2 separate regions of the Sus scrofa genome follow, and region 2 is linked to region 1. A link is a contact called in public Hi-C data. All regions are on one chromosome and are shown on one strand. Each heading gives the region's core, a stretch centred on a gene start, on an enhancer-like site or on the middle of the called end of the contact. The rest is flanking DNA. Distances are from core to core; before and after follow the strand shown. Region 1 holds the start of NFKB2 (nuclear factor NF-kappa-B p100 subunit). Region 2 holds the start of LOC102167427.

The links. Hi-C and Micro-C count contacts between places; a contact is called where the count stands out from the background.
Region 2: a Hi-C map of liver shows a contact between it and region 1, with 5 times the contacts expected there. The contact joins the promoter of LOC102167427 here to the promoter of NFKB2 in region 1. A contact is called at or near these places in 1 of 5 promoter capture datasets (fetal liver), 21 of 47 Hi-C or Micro-C datasets (adipose tissue, alveolar macrophages, blood and 12 more) and 1 of 2 datasets of contacts at active chromatin or transcription factors (alveolar macrophages).

Annotation. Positions count from the first base shown.
Region 1 is chr14:113,403,711-113,409,892 of Sscrofa11.1, forward strand. NFKB2 (nuclear factor NF-kappa-B p100 subunit) reads left to right here and starts at 2,702. Exons shown (of 23, transcript XM_021072746.1): 1 at 2,702-2,823; 2 at 4,082-4,179; 3 at 4,436-4,517; 4 at 4,625-4,665; 5 at 4,904-5,002; 6 at 5,087-5,238; 7 at 5,498-5,604; 8 at 5,703-5,861; 9 at 6,147-6,182. The coding sequence starts at 4,159. LOC106506113 (a long non-coding RNA gene) reads right to left here and starts at 3,721. Exons shown (of 3, transcript XR_001301171.2): 1 at 3,199-3,721.
Region 2 is chr14:113,461,167-113,467,348 of Sscrofa11.1, forward strand. LOC102167427 reads right to left here and starts at 2,744. Exons shown (of 3, transcript XM_021072752.1): 1 at 2,479-2,744. All of the region lies in intron 1 of MFSD13A (transmembrane protein 180), which reads left to right.

The DNA.
Region 1 (6,182 bases), core at 1,452-3,951:
GGAAAGATATCCCATGCTCTTGGATTGGAAGAATTAATATTGTTAAATGGCCATACAACCCAAGGCAATCTACGGAGTTAATGCTACCCCCATCAAATTACCCATGACATTTTTCACAAAAATAGAATGAAAAAATCCTAAAATTTATGTGGAACCATAAAAGGCCCAGAATTGTCAAAGTTACCCTGAAGAAAAAGAACAAAACAGGAGGCATAACCTTCAGACTTCAGACAATACAATAAAGCTACAGTAATCAACACAGTGTGGAACTGGTACAAAGACAGACATATGGATCAAGAGAATGGAATATAGAGCCCAGAAATAAACCCAGACACCAATGGTCAATGAATCTTCGACAAAGGAGGCAAGACTTTACAATGGGGAAAAGACAGTCTCTTCAGCAAGTGGTGCTGGGAAAGTTGTACAGCTGCATGTAAATCAATGAAACTAGAACACACCCTCATACCATGCACAAAAATAAACTCAAAATGGCTTAAAGAAATTCCCTTGTGTCTCAGGTCACTGCTGTGGTGTGGATTCAATCCTTCGCCCAGGAACTTTCAGATACCACAGGTACAACCAAAAAAAAAAAAAAAAGAAGACATAAATATAAGGAGTTCCCATCGTGGCTCAGAGGAAATGAATCTGTCTAGCATCCATGAGGACACAGGTTCAATCCCTGGCCTTGCTCAGTGGGTTAAGGATCTGGCATTTCTGTGAGCTGTGGTGTAGGTCGAAGATGTGGCTTAGATCCAGCATTGCTGTGGCTGTGGCATAGGCCAGCGGCTACAGCTCCGATTTCACCCCTAGCCTGGGAACCTCCATATGCCATAGGTGTGGCCCTAGAAAAGAAAAAACAAAAGACTTAAACATAAGACATGTCACCACAAAACACCTAGAAGAGACCACAGGTACAACATTCTCTGACATAAACCATACCAATGTTTTCTTAGGTCAGTATCCCCAGGCAGTAGAAATAAAAGCAGAAATAAAGAAATAGGACCTTACCAAACTTACAAACTTTTGCACAGCAAAGGAAACCATAAACAAAATGAAAAAACAACCCATAGAATGGGAGAAAATATTTGCAAATGATGTGATTGACAATGGCTTAATTTTCAAAATATACAAACAGCTCATACAATTCAATAACAAAAAACAAAACAAAACAAACTCAATCGAAAAATGGGCAGAAGACCTAAACAGACATTTCTCCAAAGAAGCCATATGGATGTCTTTCAATAGGCATGTGAAAAGATGCTCAACATTGCTAATTATTAGAGAAATGTAAATCAAAACTACAATGAGGTACCACCTCACACCGGTCAGAATGGCCATCATTAATAAGTCTACAAATAGTAAATGCTGGAGGTGATGTGGAGAAAAGGGAACCCTCCTACACCTTTGGTAGGAATATAAATTGTTACAACCACTATGGAAAACAGTATGGAGGTTCCTCAGAAAACTAAATACAGAACTCCCATATGATCCAGCAATCCCACTCCTGGACATATATCCAGACAAAGTTTTCATTCAAAAAGATACATGCATATAAAAAAATAAAAGATACATGCACCCCTAGGTTCATTGCAGTACTATTCACAATAGCCAAGACGTGGAAACAACCAAAGTGTCCATCGACATGGATGGATTAAGATGTGGTGCATATATACAATGAAATACTACTCAGCCATAAAAGAGAACGAAATAATACCATTTGCAGCAACATGGATGCAACTAGAAATTCTTATACTAAGTGAAGTAAGTCAGAAAGAGAAAGACAAATACCATATGACATCAATTACGTGGAATCTAAAATATGGCAAATATCTACAAAACAAAAACAGACTCACAGACATAGAGATCAGACCTGTGGTTATCAAGGGGGAGGGAGGAAGCAGTAAGATGGACGAGGAGGGAGTAGCAGACACTGCAAACAGTACAAAAGATAATTTTCTACTCTGGCGAAGTTTGAACTAATTTTGGATGGCTTTTCTATTCTGATATTCCAAATCTCTGTGAATGATGAACAAGGCCTGAGTCTCCCAGATAAACACCTCGTTTCTCTTACCCAACGCGGAGCTCCTGATCAGGTCTGAAAGTTTGCCCCCCACCCCGCAAAAAAAAAAAAAACAAAAAACAAAAAACTTTATAGAACAAGTTTTAGGTCCAGATTGCCTCTTCCAGGGAAGACTGAGATTACGGAGTCTCCTCGAGGCTCCAGAGCGGCCACCAGATGGCGCTCTGGCACCAACTGCAAATCAACTTCCTTCCTCTTCCCCTAACTCTTCCCGGCAGCGGGGCCCCCGCTCGAAGCGAGGGACCAGAGGGCTGGGTCCCTCCAGCTTCCCCTTGGGATTCCCCGGCTTCTGAGGTGGCCAAGCATTAGATGCAACATAAGCTGAGTAGCAGCAGGGGCTGCCAGCCGGCTGGGACAGGCCAGGGTAAGAGAGGAGACCGGAGCCGCGGTCCTCGGCTGGGGAATGGCGCTGGGTCAGCGGATCCCGCAGCAGGCTGGTCCCTAGGACAAAACTCACACCTGATTGAGGGCCATCCTCACTCTCGCTTCGCGCGCTGAGCAAATATTTCCCCTCTAAGGGGCGCGCCTGAGTCACTTGCGATTGGTTACTCGAGTCCGGAGTTAAACTTTCAGCCAATGAAAAACGGCATGGGGAGTGACGCACGGAAACGTCACGGGAATTCCCCCCTCCTGGGGCGGAAAAGGGGCTTTCCCGGCTGGAGTCCTGGTAGCTGGAAAGGTGTCGCGACCCGTCCGGGGTGGGTCGGGCCGGGAGAGAATCCGGAACCTGAGCCGCCGCAGCGGTGAGTGGCCGGGTTCAGACCCCTGGGTGGCAGGACACGGGGAAGGGCGGGAGGAGGACCCTTAGCTGACCGAGCCCAAGGGCTGAAGAGAGGCGTCTGCACACTCACAGAGAGCACGCACACGATCAAGATACACGCATACACACTGATGTCCTTGTATAAAGACAGGCGGGCCGTTTGTTACACCTTCACATATGCCGGCGTGTGCACAGCACTATCCATGCAGACTCGCTCACACAAGGACCCGCAAAACACGCACACCGTGCACAGGTGCCTGGACCCATACCCTTCACGCACAAACTCGAAGATGTGTTCACCTGTGCTCTTACATACATGCTCAGATGTTTCCGCACTGAGAAGTTTAAGGACACTCACCTGTATACGCATGTTCAAGCCATGAACACACAACACGCAAGCACATGGGCCGAAACACACTTGTACACCTATGATGCAGATGCATACATGTATTACACACGGCTTTGGGACTGGGGCGTAGGGCGTAGGCAGCCAGAGTAGGTGCAGTGTGGGAATTAACGGCTGTTGAGATGTTTTCGGGAGGGGTAACAGGGGAGCCCATCCCAAGGAGACCCTTTCCTTCCCCCGCCCCAGGGCCCCAGAGACCAGTTATCCGGGCAGAGCCCCGGGGCCCCTCACTGGGAAGAGCCCCCACCTACAGGCCTTCGGGGAGTAGGCCTTCCTACTGCAGGAATGTCCCCCCAAAAGCCCCCAGGGTGATTCAGCCGTGGCCTCACTCGGGGTAGAAAATCCCAAGGTTGCTCCAGGACGGGGGAGGGAAGGAGGCGGACCTGACCCCGTACTAGGAGCCTCCCCCAGCTTTGAAAGACCCTCCCGTCCCCGGCGCCTGCCCTGGAGGGAGGAGGAAGGGGTGCCCAGCCCCGCGGGACCTTCCCAGCATCTGGTAGCCCCTCGACTTCGCGGAGACGCTGCGGGCGCTAGCAAGCCAACTGAGACCTTGAGCCCCTCCCGTCTCGGGGGCGTGGCCAGTGCGTCATTTCCAGGCCCGCCCCCTCCGGCCCCGCCTCCCCCTGGTATTTTCGGGACTTTCCTAAGCTGTTCTAACTTTCCTGCCCTTCCCCGGCCCAGCCCAGCTCCGGATCTTGCCCTCCACCGGATCTTGCCCGCCACACCCGGACGGGTGGCTGGAGATCAGACCCTCCCCTAAATCCAGGCCCCCCCTTTCCCCCCAACTCCCGTCCTGATCTTTCTCTCCCAACCCCTCCACTCCTCCCCACCTAAGGCGGGCGCCTGAAACTCCGGGGAAACAGCACCCGGCCGGCCGGAGCCACCGGACAGAGCTGGGCCTAGCCCAGAGACATGGACAGTTGCTACGACCCAGTGAGTCACTTTGCCTGGCCCCAAAGCCGGCCGGTTGCCCCCTGTGCCTGTCTGCTTGTCTGCCTGCACCTGTAATGTCCTTAGATTATCTCAGCCTGCCTGTCAGTTACCTCTGTCTGCAAACTGCTTCCAATAGGAGTTTTCTTTTATGGGCCTGGGGAGGAGGAGTGATTATGGAGGGCTTGGAGAGCTGAGAGCTGGAGGGCCCCGAGAGTGGCTCAGAATCAGATGCTACCCCAGTCTGTCTCCACAGCAGAGTCTGCCTGGCATCATCGAATATGATGATTTCAAATTCAACCCGTCCATTGTGGAGCCCAAGGAGCCGGCCCCAGAGACAGGTTAGTAAGTCCCCCGACCTCCCCTTGTCTTGGAGGGAGGAACATGTGCCCTCTGCCTTGGGAATGGACTCAGAAGTCCTGGCTCAACAAAGTCCCTCTGTCCCCAGCTGATGGCCCCTACCTGGTGATCGTGGAACAGCCTAAGCAGGTGAGTGAAAGAGATGGCATGGAATGGTTTCAGCTTTGGGGGCAAGTGGGATAGTTGGGTGGCCATGGTGACCACAGACCCACTTGGGTTGAGGTGGTTGGTTGCTGCTGATCACAGCAGTATGGTTGTGAATTCAGGATAGATACATGCAATTATTATGGTCACTGCTGGCTGGTAGCAGGGGAGGGGGGTTTGGGGGCCTCATGGTCACAATGTCACTCTGCCCTGGCACCTTCAGCGAGGCTTCCGATTCCGATATGGCTGCGAAGGCCCTTCCCATGGAGGACTGCCAGGTGCCTCTAGTGAGAAGGGCCGGAAGACTTATCCCACTGTCAAGGTGAGCCTGGATGGTGCTGGGGGGGGCAGGGGTGACTCGTGGACAATGTCCATAAACATTACTGACAGCCCTCACCCCTCACAGATCTGTAACTATGAGGGACCAGCGAAGATCGAGGTGGACCTGGTAACACACAGTGACCCGCCTCGTGCTCATGCCCACAGCCTGGTGGGCAAGCAGTGCTCGGAGCTGGGGGTCTGCGCAGTGTCTGTGGGGCCCAAGGACATGACTGCCCAGTAGGTGCCCCATACCCTTGGCTCCCAATGGCATGCCCCCTCATTGCTTGTCCCAGTCCTAGGCCCTGGCCCACCTCTGTGAGCTTAGTGTCTGACCAAGGGGAGAGACTGCAGCTGGCCCCAGAACCCAAAGCCCCAAGTAAAAACTAGAAAAGCTTCCTAGAGAAGTAGGGCTGAGCTGAGTCCTGGCAGTGGGGAGGGTGCCTCAAGAGCAAAGAACTGCCTGCAAGGCCTCTGACTCCCTCCCTCCCCCACCCAGATTTAATAACTTGGGTGTCCTGCATGTGACCAAGAAGAACATGATGGAGATTATGATACAAAAACTTCAGAGGCAGCGGCTTCGCTCCAGGCCTCAGGGCCTTACAGGTATGGGGGAGATGGAGGGAGTCAAGGGAGGTGGTCATGGAAGGGAAGAGTAGAGGAGGAGGAGGAGTCCAGGGGTCACATGTGTGCCCAATACCCAGAGGCTGAGCGTCGGGAGCTGGAGCAGGAGGCTAAGGAGCTGAAGAAGGTGATGGATTTGAGCATTGTGCGGCTGCGCTTTTCTGCCTTCCTTCGAGCCAGTGACGGCTCCTTCTCTCTGCCCCTGAAGCCGGTTATCTCCCAACCCATCCATGACAGCAGTGAGTATCCTGACTACCCAGGGTGCCAGAGGGAGTATGGAGGGCAGCCTCAAGCTGTGGAGTAGGATAGGCCTGGGTTTGAACTTGGCCCCACCATGAATAAACTGAGTGATCCTGAGCAAATCATTTCCCCTCTCTTGAATATGGTTTCTGTCTTGTGTAAACAAAGATACTAGCACTTCCTGTACTTCTTGGCATTGTCCAAATGATACAAAGCAACCTGGCTCCATAAATGGGACCACGACTATTATATCATCTCACATAATTGATATCCCACCTCCATAGAGTCTCCTGGAGCCTCAAACCTGAAGATTTCTCGAA
Region 2 (6,182 bases), core at 1,494-3,993, 57 kb after region 1:
GCGCCACAACGGGAACTCCCTCATATTTTCTTTATCCATTCATCTGTTGGACATTTAGGCTGCTTCCATATCTTGGCAATTGTAAATGATGCTACTATGAATACTGGGGTGTGTGTATTTTTTCAAATTAAATGTTTTCATTTTTTTCAGATAAATACCCAGGAGTGGAAGTGCTGGGTCATACGGTCCTTCTACTTTAAAAAAAAAAAAAAAAATTTTTTTTTTTTTTTTTTTGGCCACCTCTCGGCATATGGAGCTCCCAGGCCAGGGATCAGATCCAAGCTACAGCCTTGAACCAAGCGTAGCTGCGGCAACACGGGATCCTTAACCCACTGTGCTGGGCCAGGGATCGAACTTGGATCCCAGTGCTCCCAAGATGCTGCCGATTCCGTTGCACCACAACAGGAGCTCCTACTTTTATTTTTTTGGGAAACCTCCATACTGCTTTCCATAGTGGCTGCATCAATTTACCTTCCCATCAACAACGATCTTGTTTTTGAAATCCCTTTTACCCCATATAGTTTATGGCCTGACAAGCTTAAATGAATACATGAACAGAGTAATGAAGAAGGAAGTTTAGGGGACCCTCTCTGCACCTAAGAAAGCCCTGGGGGAAAAGTGCCCAATAAAGGGGACTGAAGAAAAGTTGTTAGGAGAAGAACATGGCGGAATCTACCTCAGAGAGGTTGGAAACCAAGGGAGGAGGGAATTTCAGGGAGAGAGAGTGTTTCTCTCTCTTTGCCACAATCCTGGGGCTCTGATCAGACTCAAGAAGGCAGGCGATATGATCTTCAGTTGCGCCTCCCGTCCCCCTCCCAGTTAGCTCTGTGCTTGACATCTGGGAAGGGAAATCAAGAGATGATCCCAAGACCTGGTGCTGACACAAAAGGGTAGTTGGTGACATTGTTCATAAAATCAGAGGGCTGAGGGAGCTCAGAGTGTAACCTTGGCGCACTAAGTATGACACAGAGGACAAAGTCTTTCCTATCAGGTCACACTTAGTTCTGGCCCCTTGGCAGCTCTCTCTCCGCTCCTCTTCCCCCATTGAATACCCAGGGAAAGCAAAGTGAAGACTAAGGCTGGCTCTGACATAAAGGCACATGCTAGCCAGGACGAAGGGGGATGCCTTAAGTCAATTTATGGAGGTTTTAGTGTGCTTAGTAGTTATAAATGGTTGAACATGGGTTGAACCTATGTTGAATACTGGGTCTTCTGCCCTCTTCTCATAGCCAGGAAAGCATAGATGAGGGTAAGGGGTAGAGAAGGGGGAGAGACGGTGATCTTCCTTTTAGTCCTGAAGGCTTTCTGGAGCACGAGGGGTTTCAGGAACTGCTTGAAGTCTAGAAGAGAGGTGATGTGTGTGTGGCCAAGGGGGGACACAGGGGTTAAGAAAAGGGTCTGAAGAGACAGGATTGGGGAGGAGGAAAATGAGACAGACTGGTGGGAGATGGACGCTGGGGGCAAGGTTCATGGGGCCCTTGGGGCTCCCTAGGAACTGGTTAAACAGACTTTAGTGCCTGGTCACCTGGGCTCTTGTATTGGACTATTTGCTGTGGGTGGGCCCTTTGCCAGGCTATCAGGAAGGAGAAAGAGAATATTCCTGTTGACAAAACTCTTACACACCTATTTCTCATTTAATGCCCACAAAACCCCTCTAAGAAGTAAAACAGAGGCTCACAAAAGAGGGTCCCCTTACAAAGAATTGGTGGAGCTAGGGAACTGAGTGCCAGGTTCCTCAGCAGCCAAAGGCCATGCTCACCGCCCCATATCCCAGGGTACGGAAACAGCAGACAGGTCTGGAGTGTGTGCTGTTTGCCTCGAAATCTGAGGAGGCTTACAGGCCCTTTGGGAGAAGACATGGAGCATCCCCACCAGACTAGACTGAGCCAAAAAACAAGTTTTGACTTTGGGAGCCTGGGCAGGGGTAGGAAGAGGAAAGACTCCTGTTCTGAGAGTCAGGAAATCTGGGTGCTAACTTGTCTGGGCCTCTTTTTTTTGGGGGGGGGTCTTGATTGCTGTGTGAAAGTTGTTGAATCTTTCCCAATCTCAATTTCCTCATCTGTAAAATGGGGATAATAGCACCTACCTCCCAGGAATGATGAAGTGGAGACTCACCAAGATAATGAATGCAGGGTGCTTTCATGAACGCAGGGTGCAGGGCACATAAGATCTCAGTAGCCTTGGAGTTCCTGTCATGGCGCAGTGGTTAACGAATCCAACTAGGAACCATGAGGTTGTTTGATCCCTGGCCTTGCTCAGTGGGTTAAAGATCCAGCGTTGCCGTGAGCTGTGGCATAGGTCGCAGATGAGGCTCGGATCCAGTGTTGCTGTGGCTGCGGTGTAGGCAGGTGGCTATAGCTCTGGTCGGACCCCTAGCCTGGGAACCTCCATATGCTGCGGGAGCGGCCCTAGGAAAGGCAAAAAGACAAAAAAAAAAAAAAAAAAAAAAAGCTCAGTAGCCTTATGTTTCAGTATTACCATTAATAACACGCGGAGGTTAGGCTGCTTGGTTGCTCTCTCAGGAGGCTGTGGCTTGAGCCCTGCTGCCCACAGCTCAAGCTGGGCCTGTCACGCTTGAGAGGCTCACAATCCAGCATCAGGGAGTCCCAGGTCTTGCCACTGCCATCTCCTTATCTGTCTCAGCCGTGCATCCGGTCAGACCATAAGGCTTGAAGGAAGGTGCTGGGCTCTTTTCAGTCTCTGAATTACTAGTAAGGAAAGACGGGGGAAGAGGTGCGGGGAGCTCTCAGAAAAAAAACCTTGTTGATTGGAACTGAAATGACATTAAGCCTTCGTGGAGGGGAGAGAGAGAGGGTGAGCTGGTCAGGAATTCTGGCAACCTGCTCCTTTCTCCTTAGCTCCCACATCCTTTTCGGTCCCAGAGGGCAAGGCGCCCATAACAAGCATGGCGGCGACAGCCTCGGCGCGGGCACCTGCCGAAGAGAGGGTTTCGGGAGCAGCTCAGAGCCAATCGCTGGGCAGGGGCGGAGGGAGAGGCTGGAGAAGCTCCCGGAGGCGTGCGCGCAGGCGCACTGGATGGCACCTGGCTCGCGGCAGCCGCGGAATTAGGCTTCGCTTGCCACAATTGCGGTGAGGGGCTGGCTGGCGGCCGGGTTCGGGGGCAGGAGCGGGCCGGACCGGGGGGCCAGTTAGACACAAAGGACAAACCCGAGGGGAACCGGAATGCTCTCTGCTCTGGGTGTCCTGGGGGCTGTCTGGAGTGATCCCTGGGCGTCCCTGGAGTGATCAGGTTTGGGTTGGGAGAGTGTTTGGGTCAGAGTGGGAGAAGCTTGGGTTTGAGGGATGAGGATGGAATCCTTGCAGAGAGGCTCCCTGGGGTCTGAGGTCGCAAGATGCATCAGGCATCAGGGACCCATTTCATTAACCCGTCAGGCTGTGGTTCATTTCATTAACATAATGGCTTTTATTTATTTATTTTATTTTATTTTATTTTGTCTTTTTTGCCTTTTCTAGGTCCGCTTCCGCAGCATATGGAGATTCCCAGGCTAGGGGTCGAATCGGAGCCGTAGCCACCGGCCTACACCACAGCCACAGCAACGTGGGATCCGAGCCGCGTCTGTGACCTACACCACAGCTCACAGCAACGCTGGAACCTTAACCCACTAAGCAAGGCCAGGGATCGAACCCGCAACCTCATGGTTCCTAGTCGGATTCATTAACCACTGTGCCACAACGGGAACTCCCATAATGGCTTTTAACCCTAGTAGCATGGTAGAACCAATTGGGGAGCTTTGAAAGAACACAGATGCTGGGCCACATCCCTAGAAATCCCGATTTAATTGCCTGGGTGGGGCTTGGGCCTTGGTGTTATTGAGCAGCTCCTCAGGTGATTTTAATATGCAGGCGGGCTGGCCAACCACCACCGAAAGGTTCAGCACTAGCTGCTGAATAAAGAGCTCCTGGGTTCATCCCAGACTCCTCTGTGGCTACCTATCTCTGTGAGGGGTAGGTGGTCCTGGGGTGAAGTTGCTTACCCTGTAACCTGCAAGGGGGGAGGGAAAGGGAGAAGATCCCTCCCCCAACAGGGTGAAAGTTCATTTCCAGCCTGAGAAGGAAGATGGGCCCATTAGTCACTGCATGGAAGGTGGAAGATTGGGGACCCGTCCAGAGTGGGCCTCCCCAACAGCCCTGCCAGGACTGACCCTGCTGTGGGAAGAATGGGCAGGGAGACAAAGGGGATGTGAAACAGCAAACAGCAGCCAATTCAAAGGTCCCCTGCTTGTTGAAAAAAGGACACAATATTTGTGTAGGATATTTCAAATTCATTTGATACTCCTAGGAACAGGCAGGGAATGGAATTTTCTCCCACTTTGCAGATGTAGGACTACACTCAGCTAGTTGGTGGTAAGGTTCAGATTGACCCAAGCCACCCAACTTCAAATCATGCTTCTTAGTAGCTCTTCCCCCTCCACCCTAATTGTTTCTCATACAGCCTCTGGTCCTTCTGAAGGGAATCAAGGTCCTCCTTTTGATGCCTCTCACTCCAGGGGCCCCGTCTGGCAATCTTGGTTTCCTCCACCAAATCCATCAGCATCTCTCACCCCCACCCCAACTATAGACTGGTTCAGGAATTAGGAAGCTGCTACTGTTTCCATCCTTTTCTAGGCCTTTGTCTCCCAGAAAGAAGCCTGATAGAGTGAAGAGGGGAATGTTTTTACATGATGCCAGGGGGCTCCTTCTGAACAGATCTGATTCTGTCTACCCGGCCACCCCCAGGGCTCCCTGATCCTGTCATCCTCAGGATAGGATCTTGTGTGTGGTTACCAAAGCTCTTCCTGATCTAGTGTCTCCCTGCTCTGAGCTCTCTCCACATATTGTATCAGTTTTCCTTAGCACATGGTGAAAGCCTAATAAATGGTACTTTTTGTTATCATCATTGTTCCTCTTTGTGCACCTGTTGCCTTGCTGTTCATGTTTCACCTCAGGGCTCCTCAGGTTGCCTCTTTCTGACTCCCACAGCCAAGCAGAATGCAGAGCTAAGAGGCACAGTGGGATCTGGAGGTGACTCTCCTTCTACGGCTGGGGATGTCCATACTGGCCTTTTAGGGGCAAATTGATCCAGCAGGTGTTAATTGAGCACCTAGCATGTGGTGAAGGAGCCTGGTGGAGGCTGGGAGTAGAAAACAGGGGCCCGTATAATCTGGCCCTGCTCTTCAGGAGCTTGGGAGCTGGAGGATGAGTAGAGAGGCATTTGGATCCTGATACAGAGCCAAGGAACCCGAAATGGGAGAGAACACCTGGCTTGGTGTCCTCAGGAAGGCTTGGGCCACTGAACTGGGCCTTGAATCGGCAGAATTTGGTAAGATTGTGGTGGGGGTTGGGCAGAGTGATCTGAGAAATGCTGAAGTGTTTTTTTGTTTAAGTCAAAAGCACCTGTTTTGAATCTTGGCTCTAGCACCTAATAGCTCTGTGATTTGGGCCAGTTAATTTAATCTCCAGAGCCTCCGTTTTCTTCATTTACAGGATGAGGGTGGAAATAGTAACAAGAGTTGTAAAGACTCATAATGATAGGTATAAAAAAGCGGCATATTCTATACGCTTGAGAAATGGTATGTAGTTACAACTGGAGTATTTTAGTTGGAAGGAACAGCATGAACAAAGGTTGGAGGTGGCATTTAACAAAGAAGTTGAGGCGTTTCCTCTGTGGTGCAACAGGATTGGCAGTGTCTTGGAAGCACTGGGACAGAGGTTCGATCTCTGGCGCCACACAGTGGATTAATGATCCATTGTTGCTTAGGTCACAACTGCAGCTTGCATCTGATCTTTGGCCTGGGAACTCCGTATGCCATGGGGCGGCTGGAAAAGAAAGAAAAAAGAATTTGAGGGATGGTGGATATAGAAGGCAGTAAGAAACCTCAGTGTTGGGTGCTGAAAGACAACCTTAGCCATAGATTTGGCAGAAGGAGATGCCAAAACCTTTCAAAGATAATTTCGGAGACATGAAAAAGAAAAATAATAACTACTCTTGGAGTTCCCATTGTGGCACAGTGGTTAACGAATCTGACTAGGAACCATGAAGTTGCAGGTTCGATCCCTGGCCTTGCTCAGTGGCCTAGGTCATGAGCTGTGGTGTAGGTTGCAGACGCGGTTCAGATCCTGCGTTGCTCTGGCTCTGGCGTAGGCCAGGGCTACAGCTCCAATTAGACCCCTAGCATGGGAAC